2 separate regions of the Mus musculus genome follow, and region 2 is linked to region 1. Evidence: chromatin contacts called from public HiChIP or PLAC-seq data. All regions are on one chromosome and are shown on one strand. Each heading gives the region's core, a stretch centred on a gene start, on an enhancer-like site or on the middle of the called end of the contact. The rest is flanking DNA. Distances are from core to core; before and after follow the strand shown. Region 1 overlaps Cdh5 (cadherin 5). Region 2 overlaps Cmtm4 (CKLF-like MARVEL transmembrane domain containing 4).

What was found. HiChIP or PLAC-seq counts read pairs in DNA pulled down with a chosen protein or histone mark.
Region 2: a FOXA1 HiChIP or PLAC-seq map of pancreatic cancer cells shows a contact between it and region 1. The contact joins two enhancer-like sites. A contact is called at or near these places in 2 of 39 promoter capture datasets (the HPC-7 cell line and pre-B cells), 2 of 115 datasets of contacts at active chromatin or transcription factors (microglia and pancreatic cancer cells) and 2 of 9 other capture datasets (embryonic stem cells and liver).

What each region holds. Positions count from the first base shown.
Region 1 is chr8:104,120,358-104,127,794 of GRCm38.p6, forward strand. It overlaps Cdh5 (cadherin 5), which reads left to right. Exons shown (of 12, transcript NM_009868.4): 3 at 5,102-5,390; 4 at 6,186-6,302. Among named protein-coding and RNA genes, the nearest start is that of Gm29682, 18 kb to the left of the region's middle. Within about 2 kb of position 1,629, at least 32 of the 459 cell types and tissues checked have an H3K27ac peak or open chromatin away from gene starts, as enhancers often do. A contact at or near this core is called in pancreatic cancer cells, where this site is marked.
Region 2 is chr8:104,380,499-104,387,050 of GRCm38.p6, forward strand. The region is part of intron 1 of Cmtm4 (CKLF-like MARVEL transmembrane domain containing 4); the gene reads right to left. Among named protein-coding and RNA genes, the nearest start is that of Cmtm4, 12 kb to the right of the region's middle. Within about 2 kb of position 3,768, at least 109 of the 459 cell types and tissues checked have an H3K27ac peak or open chromatin away from gene starts, as enhancers often do. A contact at or near this core is called in pancreatic cancer cells, where this site is marked.

The DNA.
Region 1 (7,437 bases), core at 379-2,878:
ACTTAGCAAGCTTCAGGCTAGTAAGAGACCATATTATACCCCCTGAAAGGTAGACAATGCTCAGAGACACATCCAAGGTTGTCTTCTGACCACCACATGTATGCACCTATATGTGTACATATACCACCTCCCCCTAACACACACACACACACACACACACACACACACACACTAAAATTTCAACAACAACAAAAAAAAACTTGGCTGAACATTTGATGGGCCAAAGTATGTTGGAGTCAGTGTTTTTAACAATAGATATGTTTGCCTATTGTCTATCTGTTTGAATAGGGTCTTGCTTTTAGCCCTGGCTGGCCTGGAACTTACTCTGTCGATCAGACTTATCTCAAGCACACGAAAATCTGCCTGCCTTTGTCTCCTAAGAGCTGGTATTGAAGGTGTGGCACCCTGGATTAATATTTTGATCCTGTGATACTCAGTGTAAGAACACTGCTTCGCATAAAAACATATTACACAATGGCAGAAGCATGTTTAGAACTATTTTATAAATGCTTGTCTTCAAAGATAAAATTCACTTAACTATTTTTTTAATAAAGCTCAAGCCAACAGCTCAAACAGAATTTTTTTTTAAATCAACTGTTCTGACAAAGTCCAATTCAAAGACACACTAATGTTGACTCCTATACGCTGAGGAATGGGTGGCAGGGAAATGTTAAAAGTCTATTTTACAAAGCATGGTGGCATATATCTTTCATCCGAGTGCTTGGGAGGCAGAGGCAGGTGAATCTCTGTGAGTCTGGGGCCAATGTGGTCTACATAACAAGCTCCAGGACAGCCAAGGCTACATAGTTAGACCGTGTCTCAAAAAAAGATATTATTAAATATAAATATAAGGGTATATAAATATAAAATGATATAAATATATTAAATATAAATACATATTTAAAGGTTATTTTCTATATTATCATATCATTGTTTCAATAAGAACAGAAAACTTTGTCCACACTGTAGTCTATACAGTAGTGTTAAATATGAGCCAAGTGTCTTAGGTGTCACTCATTGGTGTTATGTGGTATGAAAGCACACATAATGCTTAGTGTGCCCACAACACCTCCTACTGCACATGCTCTGTGTGGAGAACCAAGGCAGTGGTGAAGTCTCATGATATGACACAGGCAAATGCCGCCACACACACCATCGCCCATTGGATTATGAATTACATTTTTGGTCATTGTGCATGAAGAAATTATTCAGTGTTGCCAAATTTTTCACAACTCCTACATTTAGGCATGTGACAGGGCATGGGGTCGATGACTACAGTGTGAGAGCCTGACATTTAGAGAAACAGCATATATCAAAGAGCCCCACAAGCTGTGTGGACAGGAGTATTGCCAAGATACAGAAACAGGCTGAAGAAGGCCTTTGAGGGGAGGGCACAAGTCTCTGGACAGGGCACCAGAATGGCCTCCCCAATTCCTGCTAAAGGAAACAGGTGGGGCAGTCTGGGAAGTGTCTACTAACAGCCCGGTGACTGGGCACACGAGTTGGTCTGGCTTCCAAGAATGGCTTTTTTTTTTTTTCTGGATGATGTAAATCCTGTCCCCTGACCAGTCAGAAGGAAAGACGCACGTCTGGAATTACACAGTGAGCTCTGTGTCATAGAGGGAAATACCATTAGTCCAGTTACTGCTTTCCCAATGGGATAACTGGCCATGAATCATCCTTTGAGGAGAATGGTTAGCCATGAGGTGAGATCTGAAGGATGAGTCAGGAAGAGCTATCAGAAAGTGGAGGCCAGAGCCAAACAGGACACGCTTCGGAAGGGTAGCAGACGTTCTGTGTTTTATGATGACAGAACCTATTCGGGACCTAACATGGGGTCAGAGGAGTAGAGGAACCGCACGTGATCCCCATCCTGGCTAAAAGAAGAATGTGTACAAGACACAAACACAGGACTCTAAGGGTCCCCTCCTGGCTCTTCGGACACAATCTGAAGGAAGTACGTGTTTACCAAGGTCAAAGTCTGGAGCTTTTGTTTATAATCCTAGATGGACAATGGGAGCCAGCTGGGAGTAGCCTACCAGGGCAGGGCAGCTGTTGGCATTGCGATATTTCACCCAAACACGATAATATTAGAAAGGGGCAGAGCCAAAACTATACTCCAGTGGTGAGAGAAACAGAGAAGTTTAAATGGAAGAGCATCCAGTGGGAGTCCTGCCACCATTCCGCCAAACCATCAAGGTCATCAGAAAATAAACTCTTGGAAACTGTCACCGCCAAAATGAAAACATAACCAAATGGCATCTTGTATGGTCTTGGGTGGCCAGTGGGACATAGATACGAGGTAAAAAAAAACAAAAAAAAAGTTATGTGTTAATCAATAATACTTCACCCATTCAATCCCTCCATTGTAACAAGGGACCACACCAGTGTAAGGTGTGCTGCTGAGGTAAAGGGAGGCAGGCCCACAAGAACTCTGTGCACTGATGTAAGTCTAAGGAGAGCTATAAAAACTATCGTCTGTTTAAATAAAACTGGGTCAATCATGGTAGTGCATGCTATAATCCTGGCAGAAGATGGTAAGTTCAGGGCCAGCCTGGGTTATATAGACAGACCTTGTCAAAGGAAGGAAATAAGGAAGAAGGAAAGAAGGGAGGGAGGGAGGAAGGGAGGGAGGGAGGGAGGGAGGGAGGGAGGGAGGGAGGGAGGGAGGAAAAGAAGGAAAGGATGGAGGGAAAGAAGGAAAGGATGGAGAGGGCAAGGAGAGGAAAGAGAAGAGCAGAGGATGGGAAGGCATAAAAGAAGGTCTGTGGGGAGAAGGACACTCATGACATCTGCACTGTTCAGTCCACATCCCTTCTGTGCCTTCATGAGGATCACAGGTCCTGGTTAAGACCAGTGTCTCAGCTTACCATGGACCCTGCACAGGGAGGGTATCAGGCTACCACTCTTCTTCATTCCCTACCATCCCCGCATGCCACAGGTTACAGAGCTGGAACACGGCTTCTTGTGTTACCTGCCCCCTGTACACCACAATCCCTGCTACAGGATCTCTGCTAGTCCCAGCTGCTGCCTGGCTCCCAATGCCCACTCAAGGGGAAGGGTCTTTCCTCCATGCCCCTCCTCTTTCACCTTCCAGAATCCTCTCTGGTTCTGCCATCTGGCTTCTTGGCCTTCCACCCAGCTGACACCTCCCTCATCAGAGGCTCCAATTATTGAATAACTGTTGCACTCTAGGGCACTTCAAGAGGATCCCAGGATTGGTCCACACCCTTCTAGAATCTCCTTCTCCCCAGAAGCTGCTGTCCCTGACCTGCTGGCCACCCTCTCTCTTCCCTACCTTTTTAACTACTCCTTGCTGTGCACACAAGAGTATTACTTCATCTGATCTGAAGCGCTGCCCCCTGAGATGTCAGCCTCAGTTCTGAGAGCCAGAATGAGGCCTTGGACATCTATGGGTTCCATAGCGTGTCTGATATCTGGTAGGCATCCAATATCTGTTTTTTTTTTTTCAAATGGAATTCTGTTAGGGTCATTCTAGCCTTCTAGAAAGGTACTATTTTGGACTCATGAAATATAAACATATAGACTAAATATCCTCTGGTTGTAAAAACAAAAAAGAATACTCGGCACTCAAACTTTCTATTATCTTTGACTTGTGGGTCTATCATTAGCAGTTACTCTCATTTACCTCAGTAAAGTTCAGTGTAAGGCGCTAGGCATACATTGCTTTCCCTTAAGCTACTAATAGCGTGTGTTATACAAGAAAAAAAGCTCCGTGGTCTGAGAGGTACAGGACATCCTCAGTTAAGATAAAGCTCACGGGGGTTCTGTTCTGCAGGTTAGACACTGTAACCAAGAAGCGACTAACACGACATGATCACCAAGAAGAGAGTATTTTATGCATCATTCCAAAAGCAAATTTACTGGGACCGATCCTTACTGTGCTGATAAATGTCTGACATCTGGGTTTGCAGGGAGTGTGCAGATGTGTAGAACTTGCCAGTCCCCACAGTGTAAATACTCAGCCTTTGAGCTGATGCTGTGACATCCCTGAAGGCAGAGTTGGTACAAGATGTACATGGTCCTACGCCATTTAGTGTTGCCGCCATACTCCCACAGAAGACACAGTGACCTCGGGAATGTGGTAAAGTGCCAGGACACGGTTAGAACCATGAATTCTGAGTATCTGTAAGCCTTTGCCTCTCATATATCTCTATGAGTCACATTTCTGTTGCTGTGACAAAATACTTAACAAACGTTCAGGAAGGAAGAGCTTAACTGGGCTCAAGATTTAAAGGCGCAGTCCACCTTGGTGGGGAAGACATAGCATCACAAACATCTATAGTCAGACACCAGAAAGAGATGGATGCAAGTGCTTTACTTGTCCAGTCCATAAGGTGGCGACGCCCACATTCACTGTGGACCCTTTCATTTCTGTCAATGCTCTCTAGGAAAAAAAAAAAAACACAACAGACAACAGACACCCATCTCCAGAGGCATGTCTCCTAGACTGGTTCCAAATGCCCAAATCCTGGGTCAACAGACCATCTATGACAATGGTTTATTTCATTGTACATTCAGATAATTTCCTTTTTGATACGGCCACATTTAACAGCCAGATCATGAATATTCCCCAACTTTAGCCAAGTCTTCAAAGCCATATTGATATAAGCCAGCTTCAGTACATCACTGGCACGTGTCCCGATTTTTTGCAAGGGACAAGAGAAGCCAAGGTTTCCAGGCATTCGTTTCCAAGTGGGAAGCTGTACCCATTAGTGCAGATCAACCTTAGGAATCCAATTGGGTCCATTTTAAAGATGGGATAGCAACCACCCATGTCTTCTTAAGGAGTAAGACGCTCTTTATTCTCTGGCGGCAAGTGCATTAGTAGGCTCCATTCTAGGCATTGGGTACAGCTAAGAAAGGTCCATCCCTGCCGTGCTTGCAGTGATCTGGTGAAGAAGAACTCACTGGTAACCAGTCCTAGGCTCTTGTTTAAAACTTCGGTGTCGCAGTTAGCACCTCTACTGAGCACTACGTACGGTCAGCATACATGCATGCGTCGTTGCACGCATGCACACACACTCATGTGTGCACACATACTGCCCATTCTCAGCTCATGTTGCCTGTTCTTCCCCAGATCAAGTCCAACGTGAACCGCCAGAATGCTAAGTATGTGCTCCAAGGAGAGTTTGCTGGCAAGATCTTCGGGGTCGATGCTAACACAGGGAATGTGCTTGCCTATGAGAGGCTAGACCGGGAGAAAGTCTCTGAGTACTTCCTTACTGCCCTCATTGTGGACAAGAACACCAACAAAAACCTGGAACAACCTTCCAGCTTCACTGTCAAGGTGCATGATATAAATGACAATTGGCCTGTGTTTTCGCACCAGGTATTCAACGCATCTGTGCCAGAGATGTCAGCTATAGGTATGCACCTAGTCTTCCCTCTCTCCTCCCTTCCTCAACACCAGCCTGAAGACACCTCTCACATCAGCCACCTCAATGCTTAGGGTCAGGCTCCAGTAAGCTCAAGGAAGTAGTTGTAATGCTATCTTGTGCCTTTACATGATTTCAAAATGTGTCCCTAAAGGCTAAACTCTGACCTAGCCCCAAAATAAACCCTGACCCTAATCATAGATGGGTTTTAATCTTCACAATGTGCTGAACACTGACTCTCATTATAGCCTGGGCCTTGATCCTGACCGCAGAGTGTGCTGTCACCCTAGATATGGGCTTAGGAGGTACTAGCCTGTCTTCATCCTGCTTACAGAAGGTCCAGGCAAAGAGTGTGTCTCTCTCTACTCTTCTGTCTGGGATCTGTGCTCAAGGCCATGGAGCCAGACCTTCTTGAGGAAACCCAGAACTCCAAAGGATGAGAAATGGAATCTCAACCCCTCTGGGAACTTTGCAACACCCTTCCTAGTCCCGCATTCATACTTTCAGAAAATGAAAATCTACCCAGACGTCACCTATGTTTCTCTCTCAAACCCAACCCCTTCCCTTCTTCATTTCTCCCACAAACACACACACCACCTGTTCTCTCTGCCTGCTTCATGACTGCTCCGGCTGGCACTTTGTCCTCATGATGGCCCCTCTAGCACAAGGCAGCCTTCATTCCCTCATCTTGGGCAGTAGGAACAGCAGAACCCCCATCTACTCCCACCAGGAAATGGGGTGAGGGCCAGTCATGAGCGGACATACCAGAATTCTCTCTCTCCACAGGGACCTCTGTCATCCGTGTGACAGCAGTGGATGCAGATGACCCCACTGTGGCCGGCCACGCCACTGTCTTGTACCAAATCGTGAAAGGAAATGAGTATTTCAGCATTGATAATTCTGGTCTGTATGACTAAGCCTTTTGGGCGGGTACCCATTTGGAGGGATGGAGGAGGGACGTGAATATTGCAGGTACCAGTGTATAGAGAACATTAACCTGATAGGTGTCACCAGCCACTGATCCAGAGAAGGAATGCATAATACACATAAAGACATGTTGGAGTGGGTTAGGGGAGAAGGAAGCAGACAAGCGCCCAAAGCAGGACCTCAAGTCCAGAAAGAAGATCGGGGCCTTTTCACCCAAGCATAGACCAGGACTCAACAGAACATGCTGGTTGGAAAGTCTTTTGTACACATTCAGAGACATCTGATTTGAACCCAGAACTACTGCTCAGCCCTACAGCCCTTGCACAAGTTAGCTACCACCTAAGAGCCTCACGTCCTTCGTCCAGAAGATAGGAATGCTCACACTCCCTTGCCAAGTAGCCGAGACGTTGAAATTCGATTTCGCATAGGCACAGCCATGCCACAGAAATTTTTTTCCATGCCTTGTTAAGAGAAAAAACTTTAGACCAATTAAACTTTATCAAGTTTAATTTTTGCAAAGAACAGTTCACAAATTGGGACACCCCAGAAGCTAAACAAGTTCAGAGAAACCCCAGGGCTGCCACATAGTTGGGTGATATTTATAGTACAGGGAAAAAAAAAACCCTGCAGTCTAGAAACAGCTCGGATGGTTCCAGCTGGGGTGTCTGCCTTATTTGAATAGCTGTGAACAGGTGGCAGCCTATGATTAACTGAAGCACAGCCGCTGTGATTGGCTGAGCAAACTCCTAAGTTAGGGCTTTAAGTGTATTTACATGCTACTAGGTTGCAGTTCATCACAGGATTCAAGTCTGCAAGTCCAGAAGGCTTCTTGGGCCAACTTTGGTGTCTAATTTTAAAAGCTGTAAGTACTGAGCCCTGGAAGCAAGAAAGAAAGCAAGTTAGGCAAGCCAGACACCCTTGTCTTCCAGAAGATGAGCAAAGACAGAGTGTAACTGGTACTCCTATGTGCACCAAGAGATACATCACTAACCTATCACAGCACTCTCAGCACTAAAAAGGGCAGTCATTTCCATGTATGTCAGTACAGACATCATTAATCAAGCACAGCACAGCCAATCATGTCTATGTGTACCACGGCAGTCATCACTAA
Region 2 (6,552 bases), core at 2,518-5,017, 260 kb after region 1:
GAGTGACTCCAGACTGCTCGTCACATGATGTGCCATGCTCAAGACCCAGACTCTGAGGGGTTACATGCAATGGGGTACGCCCACACCCAGGCTGGCCAGGCACCTCTAACTTGACCCAGATAGATATAAACAGAGACGGTTTTGTGCTCACTAGGATCAAACCACGGGATCTGGCAGTCAGATACCAACATTTAAAATGCATCACCTATCACAATGCATTACAGGTATAGTTCAAAAAACTGGGATGCTTGAACGCTGCTTAGCCACTCCTTTCCGACTGCTCTGACCCACCAGAGCTGTGTGAGTTGTGTGCTACTGTAAAATGGGAAACGCAGGAGAGCAGGGCTCATTCTGAACACGGCCCTGCACTGACCAAAATGTGCTGCAAATGTGCTTTGCTCCACAGGCCTCTTAATACAGCATTTGGAGCAAGGCTGTGCTCCTACAAACAAGACCAGGCAAGGCAGCAAGGTCTCCCGACTACTCCCTGCAGTCTATTCCACTCACTTTAAAACACAGCATTCTCCCCGCTGGGTTTGTTGGCTTGACAGCAACCACACAGGGGCTGGCACCTTCCTTAGAACAGTAGCTTCCTCTGCCCTCAATCCTTAACACTCACAAGATGCTTTCAGGCTGATGGTAGCCAGCCCTCACCTCTCTAAGACAGGCAGTGCCACAGTGGCACAGCCCCTTAGCTACCCACCAGTCTCGCCCCTAGGTCCTCAGTCCAAGGCAGTCAATGCTCGGAAGTCTCTACCAGACAAGGCTGACTGATGGATGCCCTTCCTAAACTGGCCAGGTTGGCAGAGAATGAAGTATCCCACTGGCTTCAGGCAGAAGTGGAGCCAGAACAAAGCTGGGTAGAGCTGAGATCTGTTCAAATGCATCATCCGCTATGCCACTGAGGCCCAGGGGTCACAGGTCACCCTCGACCAGGCAGTCAGAGAGAAAATGATCAGTGGCTCAAGCCCTGCAAGATTCAAGAGACCCTGTGGGTGCTTGCTCCAACGCAGCCTGCAACCAACAAGTGTGTGTGCGCCAGGCAGCACAGTTAGCCCAGCGCTGAGTGTAACCGCAAAGCTGCCTGGTGACCCGCAAAGGTATGGGCACAGTGGTGAACCCCTGGAGCCCTAGCTACTTGGGAAGCTGAAAGAGGAGGATTGTTTGAGTTCACGAGTTCAAGGCCAGCCTAGGAAACAGCAAAAGAGATGATGGGTATGGGGCAGAAAGAAGAAAGGAAGAAACCCCTTACGCCGCAGGTGGGAATTCTCCTACCTGTCCACACCGCCTCTACTACCTACCACACATCATTGACGTTCTGGTAACTTCGAAATTTTCCTGAGAGGGTAGCAAGGATTGAAGCCAGCACTTTGTGCATTCTAGGCAAGAACTCTACCACTGAGCTATATCCCGCCCCATAACTTGGGTTTTAAGAGGAACTGAGAGAACACCTTTAACCCCAGCATTGGGAGGAAAGGTCGGGGCGAGGCAGATGCTGGAGGATCCCTGTTAGTTTGAGACCAGCATGACTGGTCTACAAGCCCCAGGGTTACAGAGAAAGATCCTGGGGGCCCGGGGTGCGGGGGGGGGGGGGGGTAGATGGGGGGACTACTGTTCGTTCAACAAACAGGAACGATTATTGAAGTAAGCCAGCAAATCACTTACTCGTTTGCCTGAAGGCATTTAGTCAACTATGTGGTGTTGAATACACTATTATCTGCATTCAGCAAAGAAAATGCTGCAAGATGCCACATGTTTATTAATTCACAATAAATCTGTTTTAAGTAGTATATCTGGAAGATGCCTAGAGTTTACGTCTTTGCGTAGTTGAGAACTTACTCTCCTATCTGGCTTAACACCAGGCCCAAGCTATGTCTAAAATAAATTTCCCTACGGGATAAGACAGAAGCTGCTGAAAGAACAACAAACAAAAGAAACAAGCTGTAGAGAGAATGTTTGACCAGTCAATCCCCCGCCCTAAACAAAAAGCAAGCACACGTCACTGCTCCCTCCAGAACCTCTAAGATGGGAAGGCAGGTGTAGCAAGGACATCTATAATCCCAATACTCAGGACAGTGAGGCAGGAGGAGTATTGATAACTGGGAGCCAGACTAAGCTATACTGAGCCTCTGACTCAGAAGAAACAAGCAAAAAAAAAAAAAAAAAAAAAACCACATTCATTCTAGACAACAACCAGCCTTCCCTGCCGGCAGACGCTGCCTAGTGCCAGGCCAGTGGCTGGGCAATCAGAGCATGCAAACTGCACTTCAGCCTTCCTTCACCCTCCAGCAAACGAGCATGCAGTGCACAGCCTACCCAACTTAAGCCATAGCTACTTGTAGCAGGATGTTGAGAGCGAGAGACGGCTGAGCCTCTCTGGCTAAATTCTGTACTTGTCAGGTATGGATTGGATGCTCTACTAAGACATTTATTTTAAACAGCTAGATTCTTCTTCTTTAACTCTTCAACTATGTTGATTTGGTCATTTAAAAACAAAACAACAAACAAACAAACCTCCAAGAACCAGTAATGGAACACAGATGTTTTGACAAACCCCTGATCCTGCAGACTCCCCAAGGACTTCTGGCAATCAGTCCTTCTCTGTAGGCTCCTCGCTTGGCAACCCTTGAGCCTCAAAGTCCAGACCAGCAGCTGTGGCTTTCCCAGATATGTAGTGAAGGTCCTACATGGGACGTGTGTAGGACCAGCCTGGCTGGCTATATCACCGAAACCTCCTCACCAGCCCACCTACCCATACTTGTGTTCTCACACACAGCCATGGGCAACAATGTACTGTGTTCCCTAGCTTCAATCCCACAGCTATACTCTACGAGGATCATGGATGCTTTCTGCCTCACTAGTATGCTTTTGCTTTACTGACCCAGAAAGTCAAAAACCCAAAAGGCAAAATTCTATCTACCAATCCCAAGGAGTTACCTCAGTGCAAACCCTGGGGCCTCCTAGCTGTTCCAAGACACTCACTCAGGCAGTCTTCCTGGGCTGGGTCAATGCCAGCCCTTTAAACACATAGAGAACTTGGCTTCTTATACACGGTGCTTCCTAAGCTACAGGGCTAAAAATACCTGAGCCTCTGAAATTCATCAGTCTCCCCCACAGGAAAGCACTCACACATGAGGGGCACACACACATGAGGGGCACACACATGAAGGGCACACACACATGAGGGGCACACACAGGCTCCTCCTATGGCTGAGAGTCTAACTGTAGTCACCCTGAACACAGGCTATCACTGCTGTGTTGGTCGGCATGAATCAGGTAGGTCTTTTCTTCCTGGACTCAGGACTTTTCCAAACTTTTCCAAACAATCCAGAAGACCAAAGCTTGGATGAGCTGATAATGCTTGCTGAGCAGTCAGGAGTCCTCCAGTATGGGCAATGATCAGAAAACAATGGGACCAGACCAGCAAGAAAGGGAAACACACAATTCAAGCTAGTGTCACAGGACAGAGGTGCTCAGTCAAGCAAAGAAAACCAGTACAGGAGGGCTGGGCCAGGGTAGCTGGCAGAAATGAGGACAGGGTTCCTGTCTCGGCCTCACAGGTTGGGAACAGGGGTTATGCGGCAGCAGTGTGTGACCAAAGCTACTGAAGAGAAATGAGAACCTTTCAACCACCATGGACTACATAGAGGGAAGTGGAAAGGAAAAGAAGCTGAGTCAGATGAGACAGGACCCAGAGTGCTCACAATAATGGCTAATATTTACCAAGCACTGCCCACAGCTAAGTGCCAGGCTCGACACCTCCCAGCCAGCCTTTGGTGACTGGCAACCTCTCACCTAGACTCCTGACTGGCCAGGTCTCATGAGTCACTTGGGCCCAGCCAGGCCAGGCTAAGGCTCTGAGGACATGGTCTTACACACAGCAGTGAGCATCTAACTTGAGACTTAAAGTGATCAGGGATAAACAGGAAATCTAGAGTGGGGCGCTCAAGACCGAAGGATGCCTGTCCTATGTAGGGACAATGCTTCAGGATGGAAGAAAGGGACAAGGGACAGATGGAATCTGGAGGGCCTAATAAGCATGGGTAAAAATCTAACCCTCACCGGGCGGTGATAACACACTTCTTTAAACCCAGAACTTGGAAGGTAGAGGCAGGAGGATCTTTGTGAGTTGGAAACCAGCCTGATCTACAGAGAGTTCTAGGACAGTCAGAGCTGTTAGAGAAATTGTCTTAAAACAAGCAAAACAAAACAAAAAACTAGCCTTCATAGGTCCTTCCCTTCAGAGTAGTCATCTCAGGATAAACTAAACAGTTTTGAAGTGGAGTAAAAAGGTTCCTAAATACTTCCAATGAAAATCAGATCTTGTCAGATTTGCGTTTCAAAACTAGCTGGTTCTGTGGAATTTGCACACTTCATCTCTGAACTACTTTATAACTGGTTAAACTGTATGGAACTAATTTGTTTGACTGAAAATGATTTCTATCTGTGCACAAAAAACCCAGAGTGATATCTACATCTATCTTATGGAAGAAGTGGGATGTAACGATTTTTTAATTTCCTTGAACAGTTTGTAACATCTTACCAGTTTCCTCACTACTAGAACTGCTTATATTTTGTAGTAACCATCTTTAAAAAAAAAAATCCTTTAAAACTAACGATCTTAATTCTGGAGGAGCATGGACAGTTTGTAATGGCAGGATTTAGACCAAGAGGAGAACCCAGAGGTCCCTTGGCCCCAAGGACAGGGAGAGTAAAGGAGACAGTTCTCCCCTGCTCTCCGCACCAGCCATCTCAGTGCAGGCTTGCCAGGCAGTGGTGGCACACACCTTTAATCCCAGCACTCGGGAGGCAGCGGCAGGCGGATTTCTGAGTTTGAGGCCTGCCTGGTCTACAGAGTGAGTTCCAGGACAGCCAGGGCTACACAGAGAAACCCTGTCTCAAATGAAAACAAAAGAAAAAAGGAAAAAAAAAAAGTGCAGGCTCTGGACTGGAGATGAACCTCAAGCATAAAGCACTGACCTGGTGTGCAGGAGGCCCTGGGTGGCCCCTAGTGCCCACAAGGCAGGTGTGTGATAATCCATTTACCTTGTTTATTATTACTCTGCATGCATGTGTGTGTGTGCTATGTAAGAGTTGCTTGTATGTGCCATGGCCCTCATCCTGGAGCTCACAGGACAGCTGTCAGAATTTGAGTCTCCTTCACATTGGGACCCTGGGATTGAACTTAGGCCATCAAGCTTGTGTGACAAGCACTTAGTGGCTGAACTGCCTCTGCCACCATGCACAGGTCTGAATCTCAAGTTTTACACACTCACAAACCCCAGGGCGCACACAGCTGAAGAGATTTCCAGAAGAAGAGCCCTGAGCCTGCATTTGGCTTGCCTGCCTGCCTGCCTTTTCTTTCTTTTTCTTTTTCTTCTCCCCACTGGCACTGAAATCTTTAAGCCTTACACTGTTTTTCATAGCTACACTGGAATCAATGGGAAACCACAAAAATGAAGGCTTCCATTGCACCCCATCATCAAACTGCAGCGGCAGCAAAGAAACACCCCAGAACTAGCCATAGCTTGGTGAAACCCTGACAACCTTAGGTGCCTGTTAACTCAATTCCCAAACTCAGCCGGTCCTTTCAAGTGCATGAGGGGCACGCATGGGTATCTGTGCATGGGTATGTGTTGCTGAGGAAGGAAGCTAGGGCCCTGAGCCACACCTCCAGCCTCCAGAGACAGATCCTGGACTTCATCACCGCCTATGGCTTCCCCAGGCCCCTGGAGCTGTGGTTCTTTGCTTTTAATCAGAAGGTTTTCTGAGAGCCACCATGCCCCTCAGCCTAACTCTTGGCTGCAAGCATCTACTCTGCTCTGAGGGGTACCAAAGGACCCCAGCTTGGCAGACAGGAGCGGCTCCCTCTCTGAACAGAGTTATTAGAAAGCAAACAACTCCAATAATAATTGCAGGATCCCTGGATTTCGTTTTACACGTCTCTAAGCAAGCAGCTTGGCAAAGCTTCCTATGGTTCCCCCACCGGTACAAAAATCCGTCTTCTAAGCAAAGGCTTCAGTTCCCAGGAGCAGCAGACTCCTCACAAGAGAAGTTCAAAACAAAGAAAAAGGCACTACAATGCCACTGTATTTCCATGCTTTCTCCCTAACATTTTCTGCTTAAAACTGAATCCGGCAGTTTATGAACATACATGAATTTCCCCTTATAAATTCCTTGGATTTAAAAACCTTAACCTTATAAACTATGCTGAGTAATTATCCCATGTTTTTTCTCATTCATCACAAAGTACGTATATTCATCTGCTTAGTCAGTGCCTCGTGATGTGCTAGGCACTGGGGGCACAGCAAAAACTTAGAACCGTACTCCCATGGGGCTGACAAAGACTTGGGGGGAAGGGGAGGGGACCACACACAGAGATCAGGAGGTAACCTGAGGAACAGAGCTAAGAGGGCAATCTTCACAGAGGGAAGAACAGCTGAGAGATAAGCCCAAGTGCAGCACTGAGCGAGGTAGAAGGATGTTAACTGACATGCTAGGGAAGGGCAGGAGTGTACCTTAGTGGTTCAGTGGCCCTGAGCCACCCCACCC